Linked DNA regions of Sus scrofa: region 1 is linked to region 2. Evidence: chromatin contacts called from public HiChIP or PLAC-seq data. All regions are on one chromosome and are shown on one strand. Each heading gives the region's core, a stretch centred on a gene start, on an enhancer-like site or on the middle of the called end of the contact. The rest is flanking DNA. Distances are from core to core; before and after follow the strand shown. Region 1 overlaps AP3S2 (adaptor-related protein complex 3, sigma 2 subunit). Region 2 holds the start of MESP1 (mesoderm posterior protein 1).

Region 1 (6,267 bases), core at 1,349-3,848, 120 kb after region 2:
CACCATCCTGACTCCTACTATCAGTTTAGTTTTGTCTGTCCTTGAACTTACACAGGAGTCATAAAACATGTACTCCTTTTATTTGGCTTCTTTCACTCAACAATGTGAATTCTTCCATGCTGTTGCATGTCATGAAAGGCTTGTTCATATTCACTGCTATATGGTTATTTCACTTTTAAACTTATTTATCTACTCTACTCCAGACAGGACATTTGAGTTTTTTTCAGTTTTTTTGACTGGGTATAAACATATAAATGGAAATTATATCTCCAACCACCTTGGAAAATTATGTGACATTACTTACTAATATCCCATGACCCAGCAATTCTATTCCTAAGTATATACTCAACAGAAATGCACACAAATGTATGCAAAAAACCACACACAGTAACTTCATTATAGCACTATTCATAACTCTTACATTTTTAAAAGTGACTCAGCATCCACTGTAAGGATAACATACATAAACCTGGGTTTATTTTCAATCACTGTGCTGGATACTTGGTGAGTCCTGCAATCTAACAACTCAAAGTCCTTCCATACTCCTAGTGTATATATATATATATATATATTTTTTTTTTTTTTGAGCTGTTTATATTGGGATATTGAACCTGCCATTTTCCTATCTTTTCCTCCCATTTTCCTTTCAGGTTTTTAATTTCCAAGAGATCATTTTGCTCTATGTTTCTTGTTTGTTTAGCAGCCCAGTTTGGGGTTTTTGTAGTTGTTGCTGTTTTTGTCTGGAACTGGGGGAAGGACTTAGGGACCTAACCAGTTTTCAGAGAGCTTTCCCTGTCTACTCTATACCCACACCCCAGAGAGACTCTGTGCTTTGAGGATTCTGTAGTGTGGTGTCAGCTTTCTACACTGCTGGCCTGGGATGTGGCTTCCTTGGACTAGCCAAGTCAAGAGAGGAATTCATATTCCCTTCTGCTTTCAAAAAATTCCTTGCTATTGTCTTCTCTCCTGTTCTCTGAGCCCTTGAGTGTATACATGTTCTTTTAAAATTCATGTTCTCTAGGTTTTGTGTGTGTGTGTGTGTGTGTGTGTGTGTGTGTGTGTGTGTGTGTGTGTGTGTTCTCTAGTTTTAAAGGAAGAAAATCAACTACCCTACTGCCAGGACTCTGGACTAAGAAGCCTGGAGTATGTAAGGAGAGGCAGACCATACTTCTCAGCAGCACAGTGCCAAGGGGCTGTTTCCATTAAAGAGGGTTAATGAAATTAAGATTGGTGTATTAGGGAGTTCCTGTTGTGGCGCAGTGGTTAACGAATCCGACTAGGAACCATGAGGTTGCGGGTTCGGTCCCTGCCCTTGCTCAGTGGGTTAACGATCCGGCGTTGCCGTGAGCTGTGGTGTAGGTTGCAGACGCGGCTCGGATCCCGAGTTGCTGTGGCTCTGGTGTAGGCCGGTGGCTACAGCTCCGATTCGACCCCTAGCCTGGGAACCTCCACATGCCTCGAGAGCGGCCCAAGAAATAGCAACAACAACAACAACAAAGACAAAAAAAAAAGACCAAAAAAAAAGATTGGTGTATTAGTCTTCTTGGGCTGCCATAACAAAATAAGGAGGTACTGTCGTGGCTCAGCAGAAACAAATCTCACTAGTATCCATGAGGATGCAGGTTTGATTCCTGGCCTTGCTCATAGGGTAAGGATCTGGCATTGCCATGAGCTGAGGTGTAGGTCACAGACGCAGCTTGGATCTGGTGTTGCTGTGGCTGTGGTGTAGGCCAGCGGCAGTGTTGGAAGTTAAAAGTCCTAGATCAAGGTCTTGCAGGATCAGTTTCTACTCCTGGCTTGCAGACTCGCTATGTCCATGAAAGGCCTTTCCTTGATTTGTGCACAGAAAGAAAGAGGCCTCTGGAGTCTCTTCCTCTTCTTATAAGAACGTAAGTTGTATGGGATCAGAGCCTTACCCTTAGACCTTGCTTAACTTACTTCCTTAAAGACCCCATCTCTAAATACAGCCACATTGGGGATTAAGACTTCAACATGTGAATTTTGGGGGGCACAATTGGGTTCTCAATAAGCAAGTGATACAGAATGAGACAGAACAGCTCCAGAAAAGACAGCCCCAGATAGAGATAAAAAAAGAGCAGTCACAGGAGCTCCTGTTGTGGCTGAGCAGAAATGAACCCAACTATCCATGAGGACACGGGTTCCATTCCTGACCTGGCTCAGTGGGTTAAGGATATGGCGTTGCTGTGGCTGTGGCATAGGCCAGCAGTTGCAGCTCCAATTCGACCCCTAGCCTGGGAACTTCCATGTGCCACACCTGTGGCCCTCCCCCCCCTCCCCGCCAAAAAAAGGCAGTCAGGTGTATCTGTTTCTCCTAAAGTTTTCTCAAAACATCATTATTCAAGATCACGATCAAGGTAAAGAGAACAAAAGTCAGATAATGTAGGAAAGAACAGAAGCAAAGAATATGCTAATGCATGAAGAGATTGAACTGAATGTGCTAGAGACTCAGACAGCAAAAGAGTATGACATGAATCTAAAAATAGTCTAAAAAACAAATTTGAGGAACATAATGACAAAGAACACTCATTCTTCTCACAGATAGGGAAACTAAATTTATCTGAAAACGGGGAGGACAGACACAACTGCAAAGAAAGAAAGTCATCAAGTGGCGGAAGTTACTCAAGATCGAAGCCTCATAAAAGGCATCATCTGAGAAAAAAGGAGTGGGAAACAACTTGATCCTAGGAGGCTGGAAAGGATGGACAAATTACAAGAAAAGGAAATGGTGAAAAACAAAAGTAAGAAATAGCTGCAGCTACTGGAGCTTTTCTATGTTGCTGTCCTGCTGTCATCGAGAACACAAGTAACTCCTTGAGTGGCTATGATGGCTCAAACGGCAGCCCTGCAAGCTAAAGCTTTGGCAGAGACCAGAAGAGCCACATTTAGCTATTATAACCCAGGAGCTGTGAATCTAATGAAATTTGCTGAACAAGAAATAAAAACGAAAACACTGGATACAGCTCGGTTGATGGAGAAAGTCATATGACTATGAAGTAACAGGAAATAGTCTTTGGAAACCTGGATGCTAAGTATCAAAAGATCACATGCCCACATGAAGAGGAGTGGGACTGGGTTAGACATCTTCCAATTGAGGAATGGATACAGTTTGAAGGTGACTACACATTTAAAGTTTGGGACTTACAGAGTTCTCCAGATGTCAGCTCCTTGTGCACCAAACACCTAGCATTCTAACTTTTCATGGATGTCACAATGATTTTTATGTACTAGAAAATATGATTCTCACCACACACAAAAAAAGAAATAGTAATTATGTGACAGGGTAAGAGGTGTTGGCCAACACTATTGCGGTAGTCATTCTGCAATGCATAGGTTTATCAAATCAACATTCTGTGTATCTCAAATTTACACAATGTTATGTATTACATATCAATTATATCTCAATAAAGCTGGAGGGAAATATCATTTTTTGTAAATATTAAATCAGTGATACTGATGTTAGTGTTGTAATCAGATTAAATGTATTTCTATTAAACTTGATGGATTTTTTTTCTTTTTTTCTTTTTAGGGCTGCACCTGCAGCATATGGAAGTTCCTAGCCTAGGAGTCAAGTTGGAGCTGCAGCTGCTGGCCTACACCACAAGCCACAGAATCCTTAACCCACTGAACGAGGCCAGGGATCAAACACGTCCTTATAGATTCTAGTTGGGTTTGTTACCACTGAGCCACAAAGGGAATTCCCTTTTTTTTAATTTTAAATGGCAGCACCTATAACATATGGAAGTTCGTGGGCCAGGGACTGAATCTGAGCCACAGATGCAAACTACACAGCAAGTGCAGCAATGCCAGATCCTTTAACCCACTTCACTGAGCCAGGGATCAATCCTACGTCTCCTCAGCGACCCAAGCCACTGCAATTGGATTTTTCACCTACTGTGTCACAGTGAGAACTCCCAACAATATTTTCTAGCTCATGAATTCTATACTTTTCAAATCTACAAAAGCCAGAGGTGGGATAAAATCTCATAGATGCATTTTTTTGTGTCCAGCCTTGTGTACTTTTGTTCTTAACCTCTTACTGTTATTTTCGTCGTTTGAAACATGAATGTTATGTAGATATTCTATTCTTTAGACAGTTGGGCCATTTGCTACATAAATAAGCTGGGTAATGATGACAATAAATATGGTTTTCTCAAAAGAAAAAACAAGCAACAGCAATACTGGAGGACATATTTAAACTTTTTTTGGCCATGTCCACAGCAGGTGGAAGTTCCTAGGCCAGGGATCAAACCCAAGCCACTGCAGTGACAATGCCAGATCCTCAACCTGCTCAGCTGCAAGAGAACTCCCCTTTTTAAAAAACTTTTTTACTTTTAAGAACATTTTTATACCTTCAAACTATAAGAAAAAAGGCAGACCTAACTACATAAAGTTAAAAGACAAGGAGAAAATATTTACAATAAATATAAAAGAGGAGTTCCTGTCGTGGCACAGCGGTTAACGAATCCGACTAGGAACCATGAGGTTGCGGGTTCGGTCCCTGCCCTTGCTCAGTGGGTTAAGGATCCGGCATTGCCGTGAGCTGTGGTGTAGGTCACAGACTCGGCTCAGATCCTGCGTTGCTGTGGCTCTGGTGTAGGCCGGTAGCTACAGCTCCAATTTGACCCCTAGCCTGGGAACCTCCATATGCCGCGGAGCAGCCCAAGAAATGGCAAAAAGACAAAAGAAAAGAAAAGAAAAGAAAAGAAAAGAAAAGGATTGGTATCCATAAAAATTAGGAAAAAACCCAACACTTACAAATGAATAAAACAAATAAGCCATAGAAAGGTAGATACATACAATGGTCAGACATTTTCAAATACAAATGACTGGTAAACACTAAAAGATATGCAGCCCAGTATTCAAGGAAGCTAGGGGAAACAACGAATACCTACTTTTGCACCCATCAGACTGGCAAACATTAGAAAGTATTCTTAATATTTAAAATTGGTAAGGTTATGAGGAAATACAACTTTGGGGAGAGGCGATCTGGCAATATCTATCAATGTAAAAAGCACACATCTGGAGTTCCCGTCGTAGCTCAGTGGTTGATGAATCTGACTAGGAACCATGAGGGTGCAGGTTCGGTCCCTGGCCTTGCTCAGTGGGTTAAGGATCCGGCATTGCCGTGAGCTGTGCTGTAGGTTGCAGACTCGGCTCGGATCCCAAGTTGCTGTGGCTCTGGTATAGGCCAATGGCTGCAGCTCCGACTGGACCCCTAGCCTGGGAACCTCCAAGTGCTGAGGAAGCGGCCTTAGAAAAGGCAAAAAGACAAAAAACAAAAAAAGCACACATCTTTAATTAAAGCAGCAATTCCAATTTTAGGAATCTATCCCCCTAAAACTAACACATGCACATATGGATGCATGTGTAAGGATGTCACTGCATCATAATTTGCAATAGTGAGAAATGGGAGAAATCTAAATGCTCACAAGTAGGGTACTGAATAACAGATTAAGATACATTCATATTATGGAAAATCATGCACTACTAAAAAGATTATATGAAGTGGAAAAAGTTCCAAGACTTATTAAGTGATAAAAAAAAAGAGAGCAAGTTGCAAAACTATGTATATAGTGATTAATTTTTATTTAAATTAAATAAGTAGGAGTTCCCACTGTGGTGCAGTGCATTGTCTCTGTGGAGCACCAGTTTGATCTCTGGGCAGACATAGTGGGTTAAGCATCTCACAATGGCCCTGCTGCAGCATAGATCACAAGTGCAGCTCAGATCTGATCTCTAGCTCAGAAACTTCCATATGCTGCAGATGCAGCCAGAAACAGAACAGAAAGAAACAAATAAAAAATATGTATATGACACATATGTGGGTCTGTGTGTGTACATGCACTAAAAGACTTAATAGTGGCTACCTCGAGAAAGGGGAATGGTATATGACAGAAGGGAATAAATGCTAAGGAGGAAGATGTCTTCATTCTACTTAATAACCTTACCGTTCAAGTCCTTTATAAAAACAAAAAATTCAGGTTCTACTTAATATAATTTAAAAAACCCAAAACAAAATAATGTACTTGAAATTCCAGAAATAAGCTTAAATTTATCAGAAATTTAAGTTAAACTGGAAGTAGCAGAACAATGGGAGACTGAATAATTTGAAGAAACTGAATAATGATAATGGAGAAAAAGTAACTCAGCTCCCTATCTCAGAATATATTGAAATAAATCTTGCATTAAAAAAATGTAATAATCTTTGTGCTAAAAAGCTTAACAAAATATGGAGTTCCCGTTGTG
Region 2 (5,865 bases), core at 175-2,674:
GTGGCTCCTGCTCCCCTGGCCCGAGCCTGCCTCTGCCTGCCAATGTGTCAGGCTGGGAAATGAGGCCTTGGGGCAGCCCCACCGAGCAGAGGTGAGAGTTCAGACGGGGTCCTTGGCCAGGGTGGGGGTGCAGGCAGGACAAGGCAGCACCCCCTTGGGCCCAGGGCCCGGGTCTCTGCCTGCCCACTAGGAACCAGCCGGCTTCCTCAGACCGAGCCTGGGTCCTGGGCGCTGCCCCCTCCCACTTCCCAGCCTCAGTACCCTTATTTTCCGGCCAGCCCCTCTAACATGGGAGTGCTAATCAAAGGTGCAGTGTCGGTTTTCCCCTTGCGGCCCCTAATCCCCATCCCCACTGGAGCCAGAGGCCCCAGGAGAAGGAAGCAGCTCTGTCCTAACGCCAGCCTGTTTAGCATGAGCAGCACACCTCCTGGGAAGCTCCTAATTTGGGTGTCCCCTACTGCCAGGGATCCTCCCACCACACCTCGGCACCAGCCCGCAAGGCAAGCTCTTTCAGGGCAGCGGTTCTTATTCACGAAGCCCCCACCTTCAGATAACCTGGGGCACCCCTCTGGGGTGTGGCCAGGGTGGCTTAGAATAGAATGCCCTTCTGCCCTGTACCACCGGTGGCACTTGGGTAACTCACTCCATGTTTCTGCCCTGGCCTCTGTTTCTGCCCTGTAATACCTCCTGTGCCAACAGTGCAAGGATCAAATCATAGCACAGGGACCGTGCTTTGGGCAGAGCCCACCTGTGTGTTCCTGCTGTCACTTGGGGTCTGACACTGTACTGGGGCTTGGCTGGGTTACAGCTCACAACCACACTGTGATATGAGTGTCATTGCCCCACTTTGTAGATGTGGAAACGAGTGGAAGCCCAGAGAGGTGGTCCTGTGTTGCATGGCTAGTAGGGGAAGAGCTGGGATCTGTTCTGCTCTGTCTGGGACCAAAGCCAATGTTCTGTTTTCCCACCAGTCCCCCTGCCCCCTCTGGAGGACTAGAGTGGCTCCTTTCCTCCTGGAGGGGTGCCCTGGGAGTGCCCTGCTGGGGGAGGGCTATGCCGCATAATCTTTAAGCCCCCAGGAAACCTTGATATACCAGGACCTGTTGAGAAGTAAAAAGAAAACAGGTTTCCAGACCCTGGACCTGCTTGAACCAGAATCCCCAGAGGAGATTCCGGGTGTGAAAAGTAAAATCTGGAGTTCCCATGGTGGCTCAGTGGTTAACGAACCCGACTAGGAACCATGAGGTTGTGGGTTCAATCCCTGGCCTTGCTCAGTGGGTTAAGGATCGGGCGTTGCTGTGAGCTGTGGTGTCGGTCACAGACGCAGTTCGGATCCCACGTTGCCGTGGCTGTGGTATAGGCTTCAGCTGTAACTCCGACTTGACCCCTAGCCTGGGAACCCCATATGCCACGGGTGCGGCCCTAAAAAGCAAAAACAAGAAGAAAAAAAAAAGTAAAATCTCCGGAGAATTATGAGGCTTGGCCACTTTTGAGAAGTAACACCCTAGAGTGAGCACTTCCCAATCCAGAGAAAAGGCATGGGGGGCAACCCCCACCATGGAGCCTAAGCTTCACCAGGTCTTGGAAAGATGAGGCCGTGCTTGTGCTGGCGAGGGGGCTGCAGCCACCTGGAGCCCAGGGCCGTCAGGGGCCCAGCAGGAAGGCTCCCAACTTCTCCTCCACTTCCCCCCTTCCCCACCAGCCCAGCTTATGCCCCCAAAACTCCCAGGAAGCCCCTTCCAACGGAGGCCACCCCCTCTCCTCACACCTTTAGCTCCTGGAGCCACCGACTTGGCAAGCCATATGGAATAGATTATTCTGGACCCATGATAATCTGATTATCTTGGTCATGGATCAGCTGGATGCGCAGCTAGTGGAAGTCACAGGAGGCAGAGTGACAAGGAGGGAGGGGGTGGGAAGAAAGGAGAGAGATTTGTCAGATTCCGGGGAAAGGCTGGAGAGGAAGTGCCAGAATCTCCCCAGTTTGGAGAGCTGGGCAGAGAATGCAGGGTGAGTAGACTGCACCTCTCTCCTGAGGGTGTCACACTTATGCCTCGCTTCATCTAGGTAAGTGGAGCCTTGCAGTGAAACACGGGGAAACCGCAGCATAAAGAGCTGACCAGCCCGAAGCAAAGAGACAGACATGTAAATGTGGGAAAGTTTGTCACATGACCCCTCAGTTTCTAAGCTGTGAAGTGGAACGGGGACCCCCAAGTGCTTGCTGAGATGCCTTGGGGGACTGACTGCATACCTTGTTTGCAAGGTACCGGTCTCAAGCCAGAGGGATGCCCTGGCTATCCAGCCTCCTTGCACTCCCAGCCACAGACAGCAGAGGGCGCTGCCCAACCACTTGGAATCTTGGGATCTGAGGTGGGCCGACCAGTCAGGGGCCTTTTTTCCTGGGGCCTGGGGCCATAGTGAGTACAGGATGGGGAGCTTAGCAGACATGTCAGAAATGCTGGGGCTGGCTTAAGAAAAGGGTGAAGCCAGCTTAGTGCTGGTGTGATGGGCTAGGTGACCCCAGAGAGGCCACTTGCCCTCTCTGGACCCCAATTTGCTCATCTGTCCACTGGGAAAAACATACACCTGTGTGCTGAGAGGGAGAGCAAGATGGAGCCTAGAGGAGTGAGGAGAAGGGGGACGGGCTCAGGTCCCTACACACCCCTGGGAGCAGAGGCAGAAAACAGACCACGAACCAACCAAAACTCTAGGCTCCCCAGCAAGGATTTGCAGGCCCGGCTCGACTGCCAACTTGGGGCGTGTCCAGCACCAGCCCCTGTAGATGGCACAGGAGGGAGCTCCCTCCAGGCAGGATGCACAGGTTTTGGGTGCCTTCTGACCCCACCCCTACCCCAACCGCACAATAGCACAGGGAGGTGGCAGGACAATGATGAGGTCACTGGGTGGCTCAGGCCCTCAGCCAGCTCCAGGTTGTCCTTCCCAAGGACAGGGGAAGGCACACACCTCCTCCTCACCTCTCCTGAGGGATCTGACTTCAGACCCAATAAAAAGCAGAGGGGCTCGCTCGTAGGGCTGAGCTAGAATGCCTGGGCAGGACCTGGTGGAGTGAGGAGCCTCTGGGCTTAAGATCCTTTGCCAGAGACTGGGGGACAGTGACATCCTTGACAGAGCGGAGAACGTGTAGGGGGTGAGGATAGAGTTTAAGGTGACCAGATAATAAATCAAACAGAAGAAGGGTCTTACCTGGTCAGTACCGATTACGTGCCAAGGACTAAGGACGGGATGAACGCAGTCCTCGGCTCTGGAGGTTCCCCCACCAAGAGAAATCCAAGACTCAGCCCTGGCCTGAGCTGAGGGAGTTTCCTTCACCCTTGGAGAGTATGCCTCACCCCAGGCCCCAGGAGGACACGGTCAGCACCTGGCACAGGTGGCCAGGCTGGCTGAGACCCCCTGGGAATGCTGGCTCTGCTGCTGGCCGCCCACAACCAGGCTGCCTCCCAGGCTCCACAGGGCTGGCCCAAGGCTTTTGAACAGCCTTGGCATGCCCTTTGCCCAGGGGTTTCCCTGACCGATGACTCCCCTGATAAGAAAATATTAAAAGGCTCAAGAGAGGGAGTTCCCGTTGTGGCTCAGTGGTTAACGAATCTGACTAGAAACCATGAGGTTGTGGGTTCGATCCCTGGCCTTGCTCGGTGGGTTGCAGATCCGGCGTTGCCGTGAGCTGTGGTGTAGGTCGTGGACACGGCTCGGATCCTGCGTTGCTGTGGCTCTGGTGTAGGCCAGCGGCTACAGCTCCGATTAGACCCCTGGCCTGGGGGCCTCCACATGCCGCAGGAGTGGCCCAAGAAATGGCAATAAGACAAAATGTACTGCTGAACCAAACTGCAGAAAAATCCCTTCAATATGACCCCACGGATATAAGGAAAAACAAAAGACAACAAAAATCTAAAAAACAACCCCTCCACAAAAAGGCTCAGAATGATACCACACATTTGGCAAAAGGGGTTTCTGTATTTATGTGTGTAAATGCATACTCCCCAAATCGGAATAATGTACCAGGACTTATGTGGTGTGGGGGTGTGGGCAAGGCTAGGTTCTGGGAAGTGACAAAGGCAGGCTTTAATCTCATCTGTAATGTCCAAAATGTTTACAGAGAGTTTAAATTCAAATATTACATGTGCAATTTTAAAATAACTTTGAGGAGCTCCCATTGTGGCTCAGCGGGTTAAGAACCTGACTAGTATCCATGAGGATGTGGGTTCAATCCCTGGCCTCACTCAGTGGATTAAGGATCTGCAAGCTGCGGTGTACGTCACAGATATAGCTCAGATCTGGCATTGCTGTGGCTGTGTCAGAGGCTGGCAGCTGCAGCTCTGATTGGACATCTAGCCTGGGAACTTCCATATGCCACAGGTGTGGCCCTAAAAAGCAAAAAAATAAAATAAATAAATACCTTTAAAAATAACTTTTAACATATATGTATAAGGGAGTTCCTGCTGTGGCCCAGTGGGTAAAGGATCCAGCATTGTCTCTTCAGTGGCATGGGTTCGATCCCTGGCCCAGCACTGTGGCACAGTGGTTTAAGGATCTAGCATTGCTGCAGCTATGGCATAGGCTGCAGCTGCAGCTGAGATTTGATCCCTGGCCTGGGAACTTCCATATGCCATACATGTAGCCAAAAAATATACAGATATTAGGATATACCTATGTGGAAAACTTTAAGGCATCTCAGTATATACTAATAGAGAATGTGTTACTTAAACTGTTATCATCACAGCATGGAGTACTAGGCATGTCTTAAAAATCTCATTGCAGAGGAGTTCCCGTCGTGGTGCAGTGGTTAACGAACCCGACTAGGAACCATGAGGTTGAGGGTTCAATCCCTGGCCTTGCTCAGTGGGTTAAGGATCCGGCATTGCCGTGAGCTGTGGTGTAGGTTGCAGACACGGGTTGGATCCTGTGGCTGTGATGTAGGCTGGCGGCTACAGCTCTGATTAGACCTCTAGCCTGGGAACCTCCATATGCCTCGGGAAGCGGCCTTAGAAAAGGCAAAAAGACCAAAAAAAAAAAAAAAAAATCTCATTGCAGAAATACATCTACTGATGTGGAAAAAGTTCTTAATACATTAGTGAGAAAAGCTGGTCACAGAACAACCTGCTCTTTCTACATCCCGAGGAATTGAAAGCAGAGACCAGAACAGATATTTGTCCACCAACATTCATTGCAGCATCATTCATAATAGCCAAAAGGTAGAAACAAGCCAAATGCCCATCAACAGATGGATAAACAAAATCTGACATATATGTACAATAGAGTATTTCTCAACTATAAGAAGGAATGAAGGGAGTTCCCGCTGTAGCTCAGTGGTTAACAAATCTGACTAGGAACCATGAGGTTGTGGGTTCGATCCCTGACCTCACTCAGTGGGTTAAGGAGCCGGCATTGCTGTGGCTGTGGTGTAGGCCAGCAGCTGTAGCTCCGATTAGACCCCTAGCCTGGGAACCTCCATATGCCATGGGTGCGGCCCTAAAAAAAAAGAAGGAAAAAAAAAAAAAAAAAAAGGAATGAAGTTTGGGCATATGCTACACAGTGAATGAACCTTGATGCCATTTCGAAATAAGCCAGATACCAAAGGACAAAAACTGTAGGATCACACTTAGAGGAGGAACCTAAAATAGACAAATTCATAGAGATAGGAAGCAAGCGAAAGGTTACCAGGAGGGGCTGGGGGGCTGGAGGTAAAAGGGGGTTTTTGCTTAATGGATATAATTTCTACTTGAGAGGGCGAAAAAGTTTTGGGAATGGAAGTAGTGATGGTTGCACAACATTTCGAATGTAATTATTGCCACTGAATTGCATGTTTAACAATGGTTAAGATGGCAAATTTGGATTCCCCGTTGTGGC

What was found. HiChIP or PLAC-seq counts read pairs in DNA pulled down with a chosen protein or histone mark.
Region 1: an H3K27ac HiChIP or PLAC-seq map of alveolar macrophages shows a contact between it and region 2. The contact joins the enhancer-like site here to the promoter of MESP1 in region 2. A contact is called at or near these places in 2 of 5 promoter capture datasets (fetal liver and liver), 23 of 47 Hi-C or Micro-C datasets (adipocytes, adipose tissue, alveolar macrophages and 13 more) and 2 of 2 datasets of contacts at active chromatin or transcription factors (alveolar macrophages and skeletal muscle).

What each region holds. Positions count from the first base shown.
Region 1 is chr7:55,440,138-55,446,404 of Sscrofa11.1, forward strand. The region is part of intron 3 of AP3S2 (adaptor-related protein complex 3, sigma 2 subunit); the gene reads right to left. Among named protein-coding and RNA genes, the nearest start is that of AP3S2, 19 kb to the right of the region's middle. Within about 2 kb of position 2,599, at least 2 of the 83 cell types and tissues checked have an H3K27ac peak or open chromatin away from gene starts, as enhancers often do. A contact at or near this core is called in alveolar macrophages and retroperitoneal adipose tissue, where this site is marked.
Region 2 is chr7:55,326,176-55,332,040 of Sscrofa11.1, forward strand. It overlaps MESP1 (mesoderm posterior protein 1), which reads right to left and starts at 1,425. Exons shown (of 2, transcript XM_001925990.6): 1 at 1-1,425.